2 separate regions of the Ovis aries genome follow, and region 1 is linked to region 2. Evidence: chromatin contacts called from public Hi-C data. All regions are on one chromosome and are shown on one strand. The core of a region is the stretch at or near the end of the contact, and the rest is flanking DNA. Distances in the headings are between cores, read along the strand shown.

What was found. Hi-C and Micro-C count contacts between places; a contact is called where the count stands out from the background.
Region 1: a Hi-C map of hypothalamus shows a contact between it and region 2, with 7 times the contacts expected there. The contact joins the promoter of MMADHC here to the promoter of RIF1 in region 2. A contact is called at or near these places in 2 of 16 Hi-C or Micro-C datasets (hypothalamus and omental adipose tissue).

Annotation. Positions count from the first base shown.
Region 1 is chr2:159,882,505-159,888,190 of ARS-UI_Ramb_v3.0, reverse strand. MMADHC (metabolism of cobalamin associated D) reads right to left here and starts at 1,678. Exons shown (of 8, transcript XM_012137855.3): 1 at 1,615-1,678; 2 at 1,044-1,103. The coding sequence starts at 1,052. LOC121818714 (a long non-coding RNA gene) reads left to right here and starts at 1,826. Exons shown (of 9, transcript XR_009599342.1): 1 at 1,826-1,993.
Region 2 is chr2:158,108,075-158,113,978 of ARS-UI_Ramb_v3.0, reverse strand. It overlaps RIF1 (replication timing regulatory factor 1), which reads left to right and starts at 3,714. Exons shown (of 35, transcript XM_060409973.1): 1 at 3,714-3,766; 2 at 4,217-4,330; 3 at 5,285-5,363. The coding sequence starts at 4,227.

The DNA.
Region 1 (5,686 bases), core at 429-2,928, 1.8 Mb before region 2:
TCTTACTCCAGGGGATCTTCCTGACCCGGGGATGGAACCCGAGTTTCCTGCTTTGCAGGAATATTCTGTACCACTGAGCCACCTGGGAAAGCCCCAAGATTCTTGCTGCTGCTGTTGCTAAGTCGCTCCAGTCGTGTCCAACTCTGTGCGACCCCACAGACGGCTGCCCACCAGGCTCCCCTGTCCCTGGGATTTTCCAGTTAAGAGTACTGGAGTGGGTTGCCACTGCCTTCTCCGAAGACCCTTGTTACTTGATCCTAAATCCACAATCCAACCTTATTTCCCACTCATCTTTTTCACATATCTTACATTCAAGAAGACAGAAATGACTTCTTGATTTCTGAAGGAGGGTGGGGTGGGGGGCTGGGGGTATCTTTGAATATACCCGTTCTGGGTGAGATTTAGATAATCTCACCCATCTTTTAAAATTCAAATGTTTCTCTGATTAAATGAACCCAAACCCCCACTTTCCCCTCTCCACAAAGCTCTGAATCTGTATTGTACCTCTGTGTAACTTTTAAAATTAGTTTCTACTCTTACTGTAATAGTTTTCATGTATGTTTTATGATCCCTATGGCACGATGCGTTTAAGAAATCACTGGACAGTTACCGTGAATAAATACCTCTGGCCTATGAGAATAATCTCTCCTGCTCTCATTTTGTAGTTATTTGTAAGGTTACTTCCTATACTAAAACTGCTACAAAACCTACCCAAACAGAAACCGGCTTAAAAATAGATTCTAAGTATTTACGAAAATAATTTCTTTTAAAATTACCCAAAGGATGCTGGCACTGAATTTATTTCTCAAAAGGAATTTGCATAAATAAATAAAAGTATTGAGAAACATGTTTGTTTTCAGGCTACCGTCAAGGCATATTGACCTAATTTCACACCCCTTGTTTCCCTTGACATTTTTGATTCTCTAAGTACAAGAAACATTATGCCATCGATGCCATTATAATTAAACCCGCCCCTCCATTTCTTAACGAGTTCCCAAAATAATTTATTACTGTACTGCTTCTTAAGAGACTAATTTACTCACATTGGCCATTTCTGGCGGAAAGGGCAGACGAAAATTATCTTCCCTTTTGTAAAGTTATTCCTGGGAAAGGACAAAACAAAACAGGCCGGTGACGGATTAAGCTCTAACAACAGATCACTGGGGTAATGTCCACCATCGTCTACTGGGTGTCCCTTCTTCCGCGACAGGACCAAAGTCCAAGCTGTCCCCGGACCCCAGGAGACCGGGATTCGCCTCCTGCCCCCACAGGGCACAAGTCGCTGCCCACAGGAGGCCTTGCAGTTCTCAGCCCGCCCGGTGTGTCTGCGGAAGACAACTCCGACTAGATCCGGGGGAGGAAAGAGGGGCCGTCCACCAGGATGGAGTCCTGAGGCTCCAAGTAGGTATTTTAACACCGATCAAGGTTCTAAACAAGCTGTGAGCAAAGGTTCCAGCAAGGATGAAGGTTGAGGAAGCGAAAAAGATCCTAACGACAGAGTGACAGGACCGGGGACAGCGACAGGGGCCCTGTGAGTATAGGGGCAACACCCAGAGCTGTGGCCCAAAGATGGGCAGATCTGGAGGGGCTAACGCGGGCGGAAACCGTCCGTACCAGTCGCCGCCGCCACAGCCGCCTCCAGCGGTCCCAGGCCCGTAACTCTTCCCGTCTTCAAAATGGCGGCGCGACGGCAGAGGGAGTAGCGCTGACGCTGGCAGTGACCAGACTGAAGAAGTTGCTTTCGAGCGCATGGATGGGAATGATCCTCGAGCCGATGCTGCGCACGCGCACGGGAGGCCCACGTAGCACCGCCCTTTCATTGGCTAGTCCACCGCCCCCACGTACGAGGAGGAAAGGTGAGGTGTGGCTAAGGACTTGTGGGCTGGAGGTCAAGGCTCCAGAGCTGCGTTCGGCACTCATTTAATTTCGATCATTAACTCACCGATGTATTTGAAAGCCTCCTCTTGCCCCAAGACTTTATTGCTCAAAGGAGGTACGGTTTTCTGTTCTTTGTATCAATTTTTTTTTAAATTTCGAAAATAACTTTTTGAGAATAGAGCACTTTTTCCCTTTATGTGCCAGACTTTTAATAGGCGCAATAAATATATATCCCACGACGTATTTATAAGGAGTATACACTTTAAAATTTTTATTTTTAATTGAAGGATAATTGTTTTACAGTACTGTGTTGATTTCTGCCAAACATCAACATGAATCAGCCATAGGTATAACCGATGTCCCCTCCTTCTTGAACCTCCCTCCCACTTGCCTTCTCATCCCACTTCTCTAGGTTGTTACAAAGCCAAGGTTTGAGATCCCTGAGTCATATAGAAAATTCCCATTGGCTGTCTATTTTACATATGGTAATGTATGTTTCCATGTTACTGTGTCTATCCATCCCTCCCTCTCCTTCCTCCCCACCTCCCCTGAGTTCTGTCCATAAGTCTGTTCTCTGTGTCTGTGTGTCCACTGCTGTCCTGCAAATAATTTCATCAGTACCGTCTTTCTAGATTCCATATATCTGCATTAGTATATGATATTTGTTTTTCTCTTTCTGACTTCACACTGTATAATAGGCTCTGTATAATAGGTTCAACCACCTCCATTAGAACTGAAGAGTATATCATTTTAATTTGTCATTTGTATTTTACAAAGTTAACTGAAGTCCATACTTTATTCATACTGGTATTTTTTGATGGGTCATGTTGGGCAAGTTAGTCTCTTTATGCTTTTAGTATCCTCTCTTCTAAAATGGGAATAATGTAATAATAGTGTGCAACTCATAGTTCATGAATATTAAATCAGTTAATATGTAGCTAACACATCATTGGAAGGACTGATGCTGAGGCTGAAACTCCAGTACTTTGGCCACCTCATGCGAAGAGTTGACTCACTGGAAAAGACCCTGATGCTGGGAGGGGTTGGGGGCAGGAGGAGAAGGTGACGACAGAGGATGAGATGTCTGGATGGCATCACCGACTCAATGCACATGAGTTTGAGTGAACTATGGGAGTTGGTGATGGACAGGGAGGCCTGGCATGCTGTGATTCATGGAGTCGCAAAGAGTCAGACACGACTGAGCGACTGAACTGAACTAAACTGAACTGAACACATGTAGCATGCGTATGCACACACAGACACACACACACCAGTGAGCTGAGCACACACACCCCAGTGAGCTGAGTATTTGAGTTACTTACAACTCATTCTTTTTTCATTCCTGATCATTTCACCTTCAAGTCAGCTTACTAGTCCAGGTTATATAACATGATTTTTGGTTGAATGATGATTATAAGCTTTTTGAGACTGGGAACCATATGCTATTCATCTTTGCCAGGATAGAAAATCACCTGTCAGATGGAGGTGGGAGTGAACAGCAGTATGGCAGGAGGCTGTCAGGAGTAACTTCATAGAGTAGGTGATGCTTGATCAGCATTTTGAAAGATGAGTAGTTGTTTGTATGAATGCCAAGAAAAGACATTACAGGGGTGAGGACCTTCAGTCAAAGGAAGCAGTGTGGACAGAGATACAGAATCCAAAACACTATGGGCAGTTGAGGATATCCACAAATAATCAAATGATTGAGTTGGAGGTAGACAGGGGCCAGATCATAGTCAGTCTTCAGGGAACTATTAAGGTAGATGTAATCCTGGAAGCGACGGATTACTGGGCAAATTTAAGCCATCATGGCATTATCAGATATGTGTCTTGGGAAGATCCTTGGGCTTCAGTATACAGGATAGGTTGGAAGAATGTGGAATTGGACCTGGAGCAAGTGGTTAAGAGACTATTGCTGTGCCCATGAGAAAGAATATGACACCCTGAATTAAGGGCGGGGGCAAAGTTGAGGAATCAGGACTGTGTAGCTGTCCATTGGTTGCAGACAAGGTAAAGGACACATTGAAGATGGTTCCTACATTTTTGACTTAGGATTCTTGGTGACTCGAGTTGCTTTTGCTGAGATTGGGAATCCAGGAATATGAATTTGTGGAATGTATGCTGTGTGGTGGCACTCGTATAGGGATTTTTCCATTCTTTAATTCTCATAACAATCCAGAAAAGGGACATACTATTATCCTCATGTTAAATATGAAGAAATTAAAGCACAAATGGCTTACGTATATTTCTCAAGCTGCCAGGGCTGGATTTAAATCTCAGTCTGTTAGGTTTAAAAATAGTGTTTTCTTTCCCATAGGTGTTGTCTCCTAGGAAGAAAATAGGTTTTAGGGGAATGATAATGAATTTGGCTTGGGATATCTTGAATTCTGAGATGCCAGAGGGGCATTCATATGTAGTTGTTAGTAAGTTATTGGACAGTAGGCCTGTTGCTCAGGAAAGTGGTTTATGTGGGAGACAGAGATTAGAGAGTCATTGACGTATGGGTAGCAGTTAAAGCCATAGGAACTCCTTAACCTGGAGTTCAACAGTGGGCTTTAAGAGAAAAAGGTCTGTGAAACTCCTGAAAATGTATGCAAATTTTTGTATATTTGTAAGCAGATCCATTTCCACCCCCTAGGAAGTCAGCCCATAGCTTCTTCAGATTCTTAAAGTTCATGAGTGAAAGGATCAAGAACCACTAGTGTAGCGTGTAAAAGAAAAAGGGCAAAAGTCAGAAGATTAGGTTATATACATGAAAGGGGCAGTGGAAAAAAAACTAGTAATAGAGACTGAAAATTTTCAGTTAGAGGGTAAAAGGAAATCAAGAGAGAGTGTTCTAGGCATGAAGATAATTGCTCAGGTATATTCAGTTCAATTCAGTCGCTCAGTCGTGTCCGACTCTTTGCAACCCCATGAATTGCAGCACGCCAAGCCTCCCTGTCCATCACCAACTCCTGGAGTTCACTCAGACTCACATCCATTGAGTCAGTGATGCCATCCAGCCATCTCATCCTCTGTCGTCCCCTTCTCCTCTTGCCCCCAATCCCTCCCAGCATCAGTCTTTTCCAATGAGTCAACTCTTCGCGTGAGGTGGCCAAAGTACTGTAGTTTCAGCTTTAGCATCATTCCTTCCAAAGAAATCCCAGGGCTGATCTCCTTCAGAATGGACTGGTTGGATCTCCTTGCAGTCCAAGGGACCCTCAAGAGTCTTCTCCAATACCACAGTTCAAAAGCATCAATTCTTCGGCGCTCAGCTTTCTTCACAGTCCAACTCTCACATCCATACATGACCACAGGAAAAACCATAGCCTTGACTAGACGGACCTTAGTTGGCAAAATAATGTCTCTGCTTTTGAATATGCTATCTAGGTTAATCATAACTTTCCTTCCAAGGAGTAAGCGTCTTTTAATTTCATGGCTGCAATCACCATCTGCAGTGATTTTGGAGCCCCCCAAAATAAAGTCTGACACTGTTTCCACTGTTTCCCATCTATTTCCCACGAAGTGGTGGGACCAGATGCCATGATCTTCATTTTCTGAATTTTGAGCTTTAAGCCACCTTTTTCACTCTCCACTGTCACTTTCATCAAAGGGCTTTTTAGTTCCTCTTCACTTTCTGCCATAAGGGTGGTGTCATCTGCATATCTGAGGTTATTGATATTTCTCCTGGCAATCTTAATTCTACCTTGTGCTTATTCCAGCCCAGTGTTTCTTATGATGTACTCTGCGTAGAAATTAAATAAGCAGGGTGACAATATACAGCTTTGATGTACTCCTTTTCCTATTTGGAACCAGTCTGTTGTTCCAT
Region 2 (5,904 bases), core at 2,465-4,964:
CCACCCTTATGGCAGAAAGTGAAGAGGAACTAAAAAGCCTCTTGATGAAAGTGAAAGAGGAGAGTGAAAAAGTTGGCTTAAAGCTCAACATTCAGAAAACTAAGATCATGGCATCCGGTCCCATCACTTCATGGGAAATAAATAGGGAAACAATTGAAACAGTGTCTGACTTTATTTTTTTGGGCTCCAAAATCACTGCAGATGGTGATTGCAGCCATGAAATTAAAAGACACTTACTCCTTGGAAGCAAAGCTATGACCAACTTTAGTTCAGTTCAGTTCAGTCACTCAGTTGTGTCCGACTCTTTGTGACCCTGTGAATTGCAGCACGCCAGGCCTCTCTGTCCATCACCAACTCCCGGAGTTCACGCAGACTCACGTCCATCGAGTCAGTGATGCCATCCAGCCATCTCACCCTCTGTCGTCCCCTTCTCCTGCCCTCAATCCCTCCCAACATCAGCGTCTTTTCCAATGAGTCAACTCTTCGCATAACGTGGCCAAAGTACTGGAGCTTCAGCTTTAGCATCATTCCTTCCAAAGAAATCCCAGGGCTGATATCCTTCAGAATGGATTGGTTGGATCTCCTTGCAGTCCAAAGGACTCTCAAGAGTCTTTTCCAACACCACAGTTCAAAAGCATCAATTCTTCAGCACTCAGCCTTTTCACAGTCCAACTCTCACATCCATACATGACCACAGGAAAAACCATAGCCTTGACTAGACGGACCTTAGTCGGCAAAGTAATGTCTCTGCTCTTCAATGTGCTATCTAGGTTGGTCATAACTTTTCTTCCAAGGAGTAAGCGTCTTTTAATTTCACGGCTGCAATCACCATCTGCAGTGATTTTGGAGCCCCCAAAATAAAGTCTGACACTGTTTCCACTGTTTCCCCATCTATTTCCTATGAAGTGATGGGACCGTGCAAGACCTTCATGTTCTGAGGAGAGACAGAGATACAGGATTTGGAGAGGCAGAGAAGATAGAAATTAGTTGAATGAATAGATGAAAGATGGATGAGTTAATACATGGACAAATTGATAAACTAAAACAAAATATCCTCTGGGTGTCTGGTAATATAAAGTTCAGTGGGAGCCAGTTCATGGTGGTTGCTTCAGAATTCCTATAATAGAGAAGCTTGGGTATAGCAGTCTAGTTGGAAAGATGTCTGGAGAAGGGTCTATGTGATGAATGAGATTTGTCTAGACAAAGCTGCAATATCTTAGTATTGATACTTTAGATCAGACTGAGAAAATACCAAAGAACAGGGAGGGGGCAATGATTGAGATAATGGCTGGAACAATACCCCTCAGGCTAACCTGCAAATCTTCCACTTCAGGCATATGTAAGATAATTAAACAGGTTTACATACAAAGAGCTATCAGCAGGGAGAAAGTGAAAGTGAAAGTGAAGTTCCTCAGTCATGTCTGGCTCTGCGACCCTGTGGACTATAGCCCACCAGGCTCCTCAGTCCATGGGATTCTCCAGGCAAGAATACTGGAGTGGGTTGCCATTTCCTTCTCAAGCGCATGACCCAGGGATCGAACTCAGGTCTCCCACATTGCAGGCAGACGCTTTAACCTCTGAGCCAGCAGGGAGATAACATTTAATTCTCCATTGGGATGAAGGAGATAAGGGAAGGATTTCATTAAAAGGTATATTTTAGTTGACATTTATCACACTTAAAAAATTGACTTAATGTTCTAAACACAAAGAATAACATAGACCTTCAAAGGCACAGAAAATTTACAGATTTTGGCAGATTGTTTAGTATCTGGCTGAAGCGGGGCTCAGGCTGGAGGTGAAGCAGTGTTATGCCAAGAATTTTGAAATTCATCCTGTGATTGATGGGAACTGCTAAAGGATCTCGGGTGTGAGAGTGACAATGATAAAATATTACAAAACATCTCAGGAAGAGCATGGTTGTACACACTTGAAAGAGGAGCAAGAAGACCATCTCAACCTCTTTAATTATAAATGAGGAATTAGGGAAAAAAAAAGAATAAAACAAAGGCCCTATACACATAGGATTGATATTCTAGTAGGGAGAAACAGACAATTAAAAAAATAGATACACAATGAAATATCAGAGTGTGATAAGTGTTAGAAAGAAGAGAAAAACCGAGCAAGGCACACCAGCTGGGTGGAGGTACTGAATATTTGTCTCCAGACAAAGTTAATGTTTTTTCCACTAATCTCATAGCCTTCATAAAAAATAACAGGATTTCAAGATCCTCTCTCTTTCCAACACAAGAGCTCCACAATACTGAAATCTCAATGCAATGCAATGCTGTCCATATATTTCAGTCTAATAACCTCTTTCCCTTCTTAAGTATCTGTGTTTTGCCAAAATGCAGAAAATGAGCAAATTTCCCTCCAAATGTTTAAGGATTTGCTATCAGACTGCATTGAAAAGCTTTCTCCTCCATTATGTCTGAAGTGTCTCTACATTTCATCCACACACAACTTTAAACTATTTCTTAAAATCTTTAATTTCCACAGCTTGGCTCACAAGGACTTGTGTGTCTCCTCTCTTTTCCTTCATCTTTTTGTTTAAGAAACACGCTCTGAGAGCTTGGTTTGGCAGACGCTTTGCTAGGTGCAGATAACACAGCCCTGAATTCAGTCCAGCTGATAGTTGTACAGTGTGGATAAGTAGAGGCTGCACCCATGAGACCAGGGTGGAAAGACCAGTTGCTCTTGGGCCTTACATGCCTATTTTAAAGTTGATACAATTTTGAGTGCTCAAAGGTCTATAAAGAGGGTAAGGACTTTCATTCCCCGGTGGCTCAGACGGTAAAGAGTGAGGGAGACCTGGGTTCGATCCCTGGGTTGGGAAGATCCCCTGGAGAAGGAAATGGCAACCCATTCCAGTACTCTTGCCTGGAAAATTCCATGGACTGAGGAGCTTGGTAGGCTACAGTCCATGGGGTCGCAAAGAGTCGGACACGACTGAGCGACTTCACTTTCAAGGACTTTTATTAAGGGTATAAGGTTCTCCAAGTATTAAGTCTCCAAGTGTTAAGTGTTAATCAAGTCCCACCCTTCAACACCTGAGGCCAATTAGAAGAATGTCGATCCTAAATCAACTGAATCACAATATCTAAGGCTGGAGGGGGTGGGGAGCAGACGCTGGCAGTTGAATCGTGAATATGCTCCCGGCCATTGTTGCTGCTGCTGCACTGTACACTTAAAACATGAGAGCCTCTGGCCTCTTCAACGTTTTCTCACTTAGCTTTCACCTGAAATCGGTACTATTATCATCCATATTGTACACAGGAGGAAGTTGAGGCATAAAAAAGTTGATTAACTTGCCAAGGTAACGCGGAACTAGGGTTGGAATCTAGACGAACCTAAACGCTGCTGGTAAATATCACAGTACAGTTATCTCCTGTCGTTAAATGATTTGTTGCTAATACTTCAACAAATACTGGACTTGCAGTTTGAAGATCCACTAAATTTAGTCTGGTGAACTTGGCGATCCGCTTACATTTTGAATTTCAAGTCTCTAGAAGGTAAAATTTGGGTCCAACCTCCTTCTCCATCCCACAAGGTGACCTGAGGGGTAGGGAGGGACAACAGGCGGGGAAGGGAGGGACAACAGGCGGGGAAGGGAGGCGATCGATGATTTGGGCACTCCGCCCCCTGTTGGATTGGCTCGAGCCTCTCCCGCTAGGCCTGTTTTACTCCCGCGCGCTCCGGGGCCCGCCCCCGCCGCCATCTTGGTCGAGGACCGAGCGGGCCGCACGCGGGAGTAAACAGCCCGAACCGGGTAAGTGGAGCTGTGGCCACGTCCGGGTGCTGCAGGGCAGCGGCGGAGACGACGCAGGCCTATCCTCGTACGTCGGGGTGAATGCTGGGGTTTCAGTGCCAGGCTGCGGGGAACCTTCAGCCTGGTCAATCTCCGCCCCCTCGCGGCGAGACGCTTCGTTCCCCGGGCTTCTCCCGCCCCCCGCTGGTCTCCTCCCCCTGTTGAAAGCTGCCCGGGAAAGTGGTGGCGGGAGCGGGTCGGGACCGGAGCGCAGCGTGGCTCTGGGTGCGTGTTGCGGCGCTCAGGGGAAGGTTAGGCCTTTGGCTTTGTGCGCCAGAGGCCCCGGTGTGGACGCGGTGGGGCTGTGAGCCCGCGGCGGGAGCGCGGGTCTGGGACCCGGACTAACGCCGGGCCGCCCGGGTCGGTTTCCAGCGGTCACCGAATTGTCTGCTCTTCCGGTCCGGGCCTCAGGGTGGCCGACATGACGGCCGCGGATCAGAGCCCCCTGGCACCGCTGTTGGAGACTTTGGAAGACCCTTCCGCCTCCCTTGGAGAGCAGACCGACGCTTACCTGACCCTGACCAGGTGAGGCCTGTTGGGGGTGGGGCACCCTGGGGGGTCGTGGGGGGAAGACAGTCTGGGTGCTGCACGCCGAACGAGTTTGTGTATTCAAGAAGCCTGGGAGCTGGCGGGGGGACGCCGGCGTCGCTGGTGAGGCGAGGTGGGGTGGGGGGTGCGTGCTGGGTGACATTCCGGGGTGCAGGTGCTGCAGCCCTTCAACGGTGTCTGTTTGGAATGAGGAAGCCTGCACGTGTGTCTTGTAAGAGGAGGATTAAGAAAAGTTTGGGAGGGATTTGGCCAGAGAAGTGGTTTTTCAGTGTAAGCCACCTGTATTTCGGGACAGTGGGGAAACCCGGAATTGGTTTTTTAATATAGAGCAATAACTCGAGTTTTATTTAACCGCAAGTGCTTCACACTATTTTCTCCCCTGCAGACTATTTTTCCGAGTTATCTGTCGGTTGTTTGGAAATCGATACAAAACGATAAGTGTTTAGTAAGTTTTAGTAAATTTGTAACTAGCGATAGGTTTCCTTGTTTCTTCTTCACCTAGTGAAGCTGTCAAAACGTGTACTGTGTGGATGCCCAAGTTATTCTGAGGCTTATTCACGTTTAGTTGTTGTTTAGTCGCTAAGTTGTGTCGAACTCTTTGCGACCCCATGGACTGTAGCCCACTCTATCCATGGGATTTTCCAGTCAGGAATACCGGAGTGTGTTGTCATTTCCTTCTCCAGGGAATCTTCCCGAGCCAGGGATCGAACCCACGTCTCCTGCATTGGCAGGCAGATTCTTTACTGCTGAGCCATCAGGGAAGCTTCACTTATTTCAGATGTGTATCATATTAAATATTCCTAAGTATCTTAAGTACTGGATCAATTTGCCAATGTTCTAACATGATGTTTAAAAAGATTGTGCAGGTATTTCATAGTTCATTTTTGTGTCTGCCAATTGCATAAACTTAATGTTCTTTCTGCTTTTAAGTCGTATGACTGGAGAAGATGGAAAAGAAATCATTACAGAAATTGAGAAAAAACTTCCTCAGCTATTTAAAGTTTTAAAGGTACATATCTTTGTTGTAAATAGTAAATAGTTTTTTTTTACTTTGGGGGGGTAAGATTTTGCTAACTAACTCAAAAACTTTGACTCTAACATAAAATAACAGCAGGGTTATTATAGTACTATTTGAGGACTTGCAATGTATCAAGTGATGTCTAATTTTCTTGTTTTCTCTTACGTAATCCTCCCTGTCCAGCTGAGGCTCCTCTTTAATCCGCGCTTTGCAGAAGAAATTAGTTCAACGCGTGTAAATTTAGTTGTGGTGACCACTTGAGTCCAAAACTTTCACTCTTAATATAACAGTGCTTCTAAATGGTTCTATAGTTTTGTCTTTGATCTACTGTGTTGGTAACATTCATTGTTTTATCTTCACTCACCCATATTTCTGCTATTCTTACTTGGTTAAAAAACAGTTATTATGCTTATCTTGTTTGCTTGTTTATAGGGAGGTTGTGTAGTTTAGCATCAAACTGAGGACATATATTCTTGTCCTAAATTTCCTTGTTTTTGGAATGAACAGGTTGAACTAAATCTCCAAAGTCCCT